Linked DNA regions of Zea mays: region 1 is linked to region 2. The links are chromatin contacts, called in public Hi-C maps. All regions are on one chromosome and are shown on one strand. Each heading gives the region's core, a stretch centred on a gene start, on an enhancer-like site or on the middle of the called end of the contact. The rest is flanking DNA. Distances are from core to core; before and after follow the strand shown.

Evidence for each region. A called contact is a pair of places that touch in the nucleus more often than the background predicts.
Region 1: a Hi-C map of leaf mesophyll shows a contact between it and region 2, with 2.5 times the contacts expected there. The contact joins the promoter of LOC100283187 here to the promoter of LOC100279763 in region 2. A contact is called at or near these places in 6 of 25 Hi-C or Micro-C datasets (ear, endosperm, leaf and 3 more).

Annotation. Positions count from the first base shown.
Region 1 is chr7:181,097,350-181,101,878 of Zm-B73-REFERENCE-NAM-5.0, reverse strand. LOC100283187 (adenyl cyclase) reads left to right here and starts at 2,103. Exons shown (of 11, transcript NM_001156089.2): 1 at 2,103-2,417; 2 at 3,127-3,240; 3 at 3,782-3,933; 4 at 4,448-4,529. The coding sequence starts at 2,210. It also overlaps the pseudogene LOC111589887.
Region 2 is chr7:180,935,559-180,940,070 of Zm-B73-REFERENCE-NAM-5.0, reverse strand. LOC100279763 reads left to right here and starts at 2,394. Exons shown (of 26, transcript NM_001152721.2): 1 at 2,394-2,549; 2 at 2,659-2,871; 3 at 3,029-3,202. The coding sequence starts at 2,487.

The sequences.
Region 1 (4,529 bases), core at 854-3,353, 160 kb before region 2:
ACCCGTGATATTAAGGAAGAAGCCTCACTCGGTCTAAGTGACCATTTGAGAGAGGGAAAGGGTTGAAAAAGATCTGGTCTTTGTGACCACCACAATAGGGACTAGGTTCTTTAGAACCGAATCTCTGTAAAACAAATGATCGTGTCATCCGCATTATTTTCTTGGTTGATTTGTTTTCCCCTCTCTCTCAGACTCGAATTTTATTTTAACGCTAAACCCGGCTTGTAGTGTGCTTAAAGTTGTAGATTTGAGTTTCCGCCTATCCACCCCCTCTAGGCAACTTTCAATAACGACTATATCAACGACTATAAGTGCATTAAATGTGTCGTCATATGTCAGATAAAGCAATCGTGGACGGTCCGACCGTGCACCCCGGACAGTCCACGAGGACGCTAATTTTTTTTACCGAACCGCGCACCTTCGGGTTTCTCTGGTTTCTAACGAGCGGGCGGTCTACGCCTGAGGGCTAGACAGTCTGCGCTTAGTCTCGGATGGTATTCTTCTCTCCTTCGAACAGTCCGTAGTAGAAGTTCTAAAATTTGCATAGTTCCTGCTCAAGATGCACCGAGGTGTCGCAGACGATCCACCTAAAGGGCCCAGGCGGTCCGCGCATAGGTGATTTCTTTAGAAAGCTCTACTGTCCAGAATAATCTACGTTATTTCGAACATTAGACTTAAATTTGAGATGGATAGACTTATGCACTTGTGAAACAACCAACTAGGCAAACTAGTTAGTCCATTAGATTGTGATGGTCATTAATCATCGAAATCAATTTAGAGAAAATGGTAAAAGGTCATTTCCCTTTCATTAGGGTTTTTTATAACTTATCTAAGGGCTAGTTTGGGAGTCCAAATACCGAAGGAGATTGGAAGGGCTAAAATCCCCTCCTTATTCAAAGCCCTCTAACCCCCTCCGGTTTTGTGGCTCCCAAACTAGCCCTAAATGTTTAAATGTCCAAAGTTCATTTACTACTCAACATGCCCTTTTTCTCTAAGTCTAGATTATTTATTTGTATTTGATCTTCTAAATTCAACAAGTCAATTCTACAACCAAACACTTAGCAAAATAGTTAGTTCATGAGGTTGTGATGGTCATCAAACACCAAAACCAATATAAAAATGGATCAAAGGCGCATTTCCCTTTCAGAAACTTCAATTGAGATGTGCTGACATGTTTGCACAGCAAAAGGTCAACAATGTATGTAGCTGAATGTGAAACATTACTATTTACTAGTACAATACATGTGTGTTGCGAGGGTACACAAGAACAAATATTACACTTATCTTAGCCAAAAGGCCTAGAAAGATATAATAAGTTGAAAAGGAGTACGACCCTCTTCTATATAGTTCGCTCGGTCGCTCGTTCAACTTTATATAGCGGGTTGGTACTATGAGGGAGCGCTGTGTTGAGTACGACTTCCTGTCGTGTTGGGCTTAGGTGGTTCTCACAACATGTAGGGTAATGACTGACTATGGTGGTTTTTACGACCTATCTATGGGGTAACGACCAACTGGTAGAGGAATAGATCTACACGCTTCACGCGTAACGCGGGACGACCTTTAAAATCGGCACTTTATAGTAGTAGAGAAAAGAGAGGAGTAAAATATAAATTTATGTAAGACTGTATATAAGCTTGATCCTATAAATAGATGAAAAGTATGGTCGCTAGAATGATTGGTCCATTAGCATAATTTACACGTGACACCATCATATATCACCTAAGAGCTTAACCATATACTTAAAAAGGTTAAAATTGTTTATTATTTAGAATATAAGGGTATATTTTATCTCCTGATAGTGTTGTAAAATATGTTTTCTTACAAATGGATCATGGTCCACTCAAGAAATGCATACAACCCTAGTGTTTTATTTGAATACATATGTATTGATTTTAATCTATATGTGTTATAGCTCAGTGTGAATTTTAGTCTAAATTTTATATCAAGCCCCTTTTAGAATGCAAGGTATTTTCTGTGAAAATAAACTGATCTATGATCTTTGTATGATTTCCCTTTCTTTAAAACTTCTACGTTCCAAAGAAGACCTAAATCTACTCCAAACCAACAAGGCCGCATAACTTGAGCCCAATTACCAAAATGACACCAACCGATTAAACTCACAGCCCAACTCCTCTTCTCGCCCTCGTCTGACTTCGTTTCGGACCTCCCCAGTTTTTCCCCTCCGGCCGCCGCCGGAGAAGCAGAAGCCATGCAGGTCGCCGCCGCGCGCGCCCGCCGCCTCCTCGCCTTACCGGCGGCCTCGGGGATCCCCGGAATACTCTCCGGACCGATCCCAGGGCGCGCATCATGCGCCGAGGGCGTTCTCCTTTACCGTCTCAATGGCGCTCCCGCTTCGCCGTCTTCTCCGCAGCATACCAGGGGCTTCTCCTCCTCCTGCTTCGCCTCCCGATCACACTGTGAGCTCCCTCACCTGATATCTATAAAATGTGTGCTCTGCGCCTTGCTTCCCAGTGTGCTGCTCGCGGGTTTGCCTGGCACGACATTTCGTCAAACTGGTGGTGGGCGCGCGGAGTGGCATGTCCATTGTACGGCCTCGAATCTCGAAGGGCTCCCGCGTTCGCTTGTATTTCATTTTTCGTGTTCTTACTGGAAGTGGTAAAGGTCTTTGAGCGGCGGAGAAGTGCATCATTCTGTCGACCTTGTGGCTATCGCTTATGATTGATAGTTTTAGATGCGTGTGATCCATGAGTACGTTCCTTGGGGATTAGCTGATGTGTGTGTGATTGAAACTTGAAGTCGGGTTTGATGAGAGACAAGTTCGTGGATGGAATGAGCATGAGTCGTCTATTGACTTGTTGCACTCTAATTTGCTTTGCTTCATTTCCTTGTAGTGATATATGCTTCCATCCCATCACTTTTGATACCCTGTTGCCTCTTGTCCATCTCGAGCATTGTTTGCTTGGATTAATATTGATCTTTCCTTAAAGAAAAGAGGGTGCTGCAAACATTCTGCAAAGCATCTGAAATTCTGAACTAACTGATCTTTAAGTGACTTTAGCTATTGCAGTGAAATGTTTCACTAATGACCATTTTTTGGGTCCATCATTGATTAAATTAGTTTTGATTGATTAATCCATGCTGACTAATTGCTGTTTATTAATTTAGGTAACCTCCCATCGCCTACCATAGCTTCTCAATGGTTGAATGAGAAATCAGTACACTGTCACATGACGACAGCACACTTCTCAACGGAAGCAAGTGACATGGACCACCCTACAGGTTATCTATTAACTTATTCAGTTTATTCAAGAAGGCCCACTATCGAGATAAGTAGCAGCTTTTCCATACTATTGCTAATTTAGCGACAAAAAGACCCTTTGCATAGGAATTATCTAACTGGCAACCATTTGCTAACTGGACGTTTCGTTTAGACTTTAGACTCATTAATCTATTTTACCATCTTGCTGGTTATCTTTGAATCAAGTTTTTTTTCCATGCAGTCATACATTACTGTAATCCAGAAAATGCAGATTTTTTCCTGACCTTAATGCTAATTGAATTTTATGTATGATCTGCTAATTTTTCCCAGTTGGCTCTTGCTAGATCCATGAAGTGACATTTTGCTTTTAGATGTTTTTTGTGTGTAAAGTTACATCGTTGCAGATAAATTCAACAAATACAGAGTCTTTGAGATATTCTGTTGGTTTTTATTATGTATTTCTTCTCGTGTGCATTTTTCTTCATGCATTCTATAATTATTCAAAGAATGGATTTCCTGAAGTTTGATACTACCATTTGTCCATGTCATGGATCGCCACAGAAGCTGTAGAGGAGATGTACCAGAAAATGTTGAAATCTGTTGAAGCTGAGACCATGCCTCCAAATGCCTGGTTGTGGTCAATGATTGATAGCTGCTCCAATAAGGAGGACATCAAACTTCTTTTTCAAATTTTGCAGAAACTCAGGGTATTTGTAAGTCCCATTCATATTCCTCATACATGTAAAATGGTTCATTACTTCATTGTATATTTTGTGTACCAAGTTACAGTACCATTATGAGTGCATATGCGAATTTGTTGGTATCATCACCCCTCTTGTGGTGATGGCTACAAATATCTAATCTTGATCTCTAGAGTTATTTTCTTTATTTATTTGCAAAGAAGTGTTCATTCAGCTGAGTTAACAGAGTTCCTATTACATTTAGCCGTATTGATAAATTTGAACACACTTATGGAATAAAGGTATGTGGTCTGGGCTCTGGAGTTATGGTGTTGGCTGAATTATCAAGGTTCTTTTAGATTGGTGACGCAGGATAAGAAAGATAAATGGTTTCTATGCCTGTCCTTTTTATTCCTTGTACTTAAGACTTAGTAGCTTTCTTTCATTGTAATTGATGTTCTCATAGATGAGCAAGTATGTTCTTTCTCTCCTAAATTTTGTTCTGTTACTATAAGCTATCTTAAATTCAAACTTATTATTGGTCCAGAGACTATCAAATCTTCGCATCAGTGCAAACTTCAATGAGCATCTCTGCAGAAAAGTAACTGAGGCTTGTGCTCGTGTAGGCG
Region 2 (4,512 bases), core at 1,145-3,644:
CCTAAGGTTGATCCAGGATTGGAATGTGAGTTAGAGAAATTAAAATGATCAAGTTCCATGACTTAGACTCGCTGGACAGTCTCTAGATATGTTTGTCTAAGTCATAGGAACACCCACAAATACAGCCAAATCAAATTGAAGAAGATTTGCCCAAAATGGGGTTAAGTCAGTCTATCTACGGAGCACCGGATCAGTCCGGTGGCATACCAGAACGAGTATACAGAGAGGTCTGAAAATGGACATTGGTTGGTTGGCGCACCGGACCAGTATAGTGGTGCGCCAGACCAGTTTTTCAAGGCCACTGTTTTAGAAGTGTGAAGGCGCTGACACACTAGGCTAGTCTGGTGGCGCACCGGACCAGTCAGATCTCAATGGTCGGAATCCTATATTGAACAGCTAGCTGACGCGGCGAGGTCCGATGAGCCTGACAAGACTGGTCCATGTCAGAATGGTCACATGCAATGATAGTCTAATAAGATTATGCACCTACAGAAAAATCAGAAATATGATCACTTAACAAAATGCCTAGTTCACTAATGTAACTACATAAGGCATACTATATGTCAATCGGTGTCTGTACCGTGCTGTTTTCAGGTATAATTTAACAAAATGCATAAGATAAAGATGATTCAAGTCAAAGTGTATCCATGTGATTGGTTGCGTCATGATGGCAATCAGGTTCGACTTGGCCAGTAGTTGAGGAGCCAGGCTCATATGGTCAGGCTAGATCCATACAACAGACTTTTGTTTGGTTGTTTGTATTAGTGCATTCAGACCAAATGTATCATTTGTTTGGTTATCCGTACCAAAATAAAGATAGGATAAAATAAATAAAAAAATCTTTAAAATTTACATAGCAAGTGTAATCTAATTTTGTTCGTAAAAATACGAAGAACACAAATCTGAAATTGGTTTAGTGATTGAATATTTCAATTAAAATATACGATGAAAAAACAAAATAAAAAGTGCTCCAGGAATACGTGCTAGACGTATGCCGCGCCTGCTTGGTCTGTATGCACGTGGCCTGCTCCACTAGCTACGCTTCTGGCGCGCGTATCTGATGAGTCTAGCTGAGAAACCATTTTTACATGTCTGGAGCCCGGTTGTGTTATGCAGGAAAACAAACAAGAGATGCTTTATGAATTCGCGGCTGCAAGAGCTCGGTAGACGCAGGAAACGTCTCTCCATCCAAATATGGCTACGCAGATGCTGCATGGCACTAATCGTTGGATCTCCATCCAAAATTAAATACAAAATGTTAATCTTTTGAGTTGGAGCTGCTAATCTTTTGTTGTTTTATTGGTCAGCAATACAATATATGCCTATCTCCATCCAAAATTAAAGACAAACCGATCTACCATCGAAGATTTGTCTCCCAACCAGAGTAATATGGCTATGCAAATGCTTTCTGCTAATGGAGTTGTCAACAACCTGATGGCGAAGATCGTCTCGCTGCTCAGCTGCAGGATGATCAGAGTAGCACAACCTCTGTCCATGCCACACGCCCACACGGCGGCTGCAGCCATGGCCCATGGCCGACTCACTCACTCAGACAGAGAACCCAGCCACTGCAGTTCATGTTGCGCCTGCAAGCGAACGCAGGCCGTGATTTTTTAATGCTCCTTCACCTGGTCAACCACAGTTCATGTTATGCCTGCAAGCGAACGCAGGCCGTGATTTCTTTAGTGCTCCTTCACCTGATCGATTAACACGCAAGAATCAAGTTGTTCCCACGGCACAGGACGTCTTAGTCCTAATAGGAGAACAGGCAACGACAAGTAGAGAACAGACAACGTCAAAGGATCATCCTCCTTACCTCTCTCCTCTGTGGCTGCAGACCGCGTCACCGGCTCCTGGTCCGCTGCCGATGCGTCCCAGCGATGGAGAGAGGCGACGTGGAGACAGAGCGTGTGGAGATGGAGGGCGATGGAGCGTGGGCGCGTGAGCAGTAACAGATCTCAGCCAACGACACAAACCTAGCCGCTATGCTGCTGCTGGACTGGCGCAAGGACGATATCAGTGTTTTAGTTAAACATAAATCAGTGGACGATATCAAATATCTAACCAACCGTATAGGCTGCAGCATTAACAGGAGGACAGGTTTGAATTGAGGGGGATTAGATTTTTTGCTAGTCAAAATTGAGCAGAAAGGATTTAAAATCTCCGTCAATCCTCTCTTCATTCAACTTTCAAATCTCCGAATGGGCCTTCTACCCATCCTTCCTCAGTTATGGGTTACCCTGGACCGGACACACGCACACTGGGCCGAACTAGAACGACCCGTCTGCTCCTTGTCGCTGACGCAGTAACGCTGATGGAGGTTGTGGACCTGGACCACGCACCATCGACATACACACACACACACACCAGCTGTGCTTACGCTACGCGGTCGCCAACCGCTCCCCACCGCCAGCCGGATCTCCTGAGAGGCGACGCCGCGACTGCCGGACGGCAACCCTGCTCCTCCGCCGGTGCCCTCCCGCACGATGAGCCGCAGCGGGCCTCGCCGCGGCATCTTCGATGGCCTCCCCATCCCGGCCGACAAATCCGTAAGCCCCCTTCTTTGCTTCCCCACCGTCGTTCGTTCCTCGCGTTGGATATTCCGGAACTGTAGTCGTCGGAAATGCTAATTCCCGTCGTCTCCGTGCGGGGGCGCAGTACCTCAAGGAAAGCCTGTCGCGGATCGACGAGAGCTGGGCGGCCGCGCGGTTCGACTCGCTGCCGCACGTCGTGCACATCCTCACCTCCAAGGACCGCGAGGGCGAGATCCAGTTCCTCAAAGAGCAGAGCGACCTCATCGAGGACGTCGTGGACGAGGTCGTGCACGCCTACCACCACGGCTTCAACAAGGCCATCCAGAACTACTCCCAGGTTCGTCGCAGTCCGCCCACCCACCTAGGAATCCCTTTCGTTTTGTTTATTTCCCTGATGGTGAGGACCGAGGAGCCCTCTAGCCATGTGTACCTAAAGTCAAATGGCTGTAGGTTTAATTTCCGTTTTCCTCTTCATTCATGCGCCGTGGCTACAGATCCTGCGGCTGTTCAGCGAGTCTGCAGAGAGCATTACCGGACTCAAGGGGGAGATGGAGGAGGCGAAGAAGCTGCTTGGCAGGAAGAATAAGCACCTCGGCCAGTTGTGGTACCGCTCCCTCACACTGCGCCATGTGCTATCCCTTTTGGATCAGGTCGAGGATGTTGCCAAGGTCAGTGTGTAAGCATCGTCCCTTCCGATTATGTGCTCTTGCCGACAAGATCATGGGCATGTTTTGTTCTCGGTTCCAATTGGCCTTTGGCCGATCCAAATTTTGGCTGGCCAAACTGTTTCGACGTAGAGCTCTGTGAGTAAACTAGTATCCAAATGCTGACAGTCAGAATGTATGAACCATTTTCAATCATTTATGGAAAGGAGAAGTCTAGGAGATCGTGCATGGTGCCATTATTATATTGTACGCATGCGAGCAAATTTCATGCTGAACAGCTAACCTTTCCACCTTGGACTTCTTGCACAATCTAAGTAGGTGTATTTAGTAACCATATCGTGAATGTGTCTCATACATATTCCTCTAGGGCTCTTGCAGAATCCAATGGTTTATGGATTATGTTTTGACCTCCCTTCTGTTAAAGATCCGCGACAAAGTTTCTAAGTTGAGTTTGATCTTTGAAGTGCAAAATTGTTTTGATCATACCTTGAGGACATCCTAAAAGCAGGTTTGGGATTCATATAACGAGTTTTTAATGAGACAAACAAGTTCTAGGGTCAAAGGCAATATGAATGACATGTTAGATTCAAGTATTCAACAGGATCTCTAGGAGTAGATCAGTGGGGTAAACTGTGTTCTGTAGGGTAATTTCAGGTTCTTAACTAATATATCAAAACAGTATTAGATTGTTACCGTCAGTAGGAAGCGCATGCATGTTGGAGGATGCATATCCAGCCGCCATCAGGTTCGTTGGTGAAGACTGCGCTAGGGCAGCGACAGTCGGTGCAGCGAGGTTAGCAACAGCGAAGAACGGCGGTGTCTTCCCGTCACTGGCTGCGCACCCTCTCTCAGATCGGTGTTAGGGTTTGTCGGTGGGGAATGCGGCTCTAGCGAACTGCGTCATCTAAGCCGCCGGCCCCCACTCTTTTATTTATAGCGCAGTGTGACAGGGGCCCACCAACCATGTAGGGTTGGGCACCCTCGATCAGGGTGCGATCAAAGGCCCAAGATGACCGTTGGGCCCATCTTGGTGGAGATCAATCCAACATTCTCTCCCTTGATCTCATATTTAACTGTAACTTTTTTACTTTACTCGTTCCATCACAGATAAGTGCATAGAGAATGTTTCATCGTTACGGTCAATCGCCGATAGATTTAACAGCTGCAATACACATCTCTGGTTTGAAACAGTTACATTAACTTTAGCCCCCTTTATAGTCCAGGAATCATAGGCTTTCCCTTAAACCCATGCCAGCTACATGTTCTCTGAACACATTGGGTGGTAAGCCTTTTGAAAGCGGATCCGCGAGCAT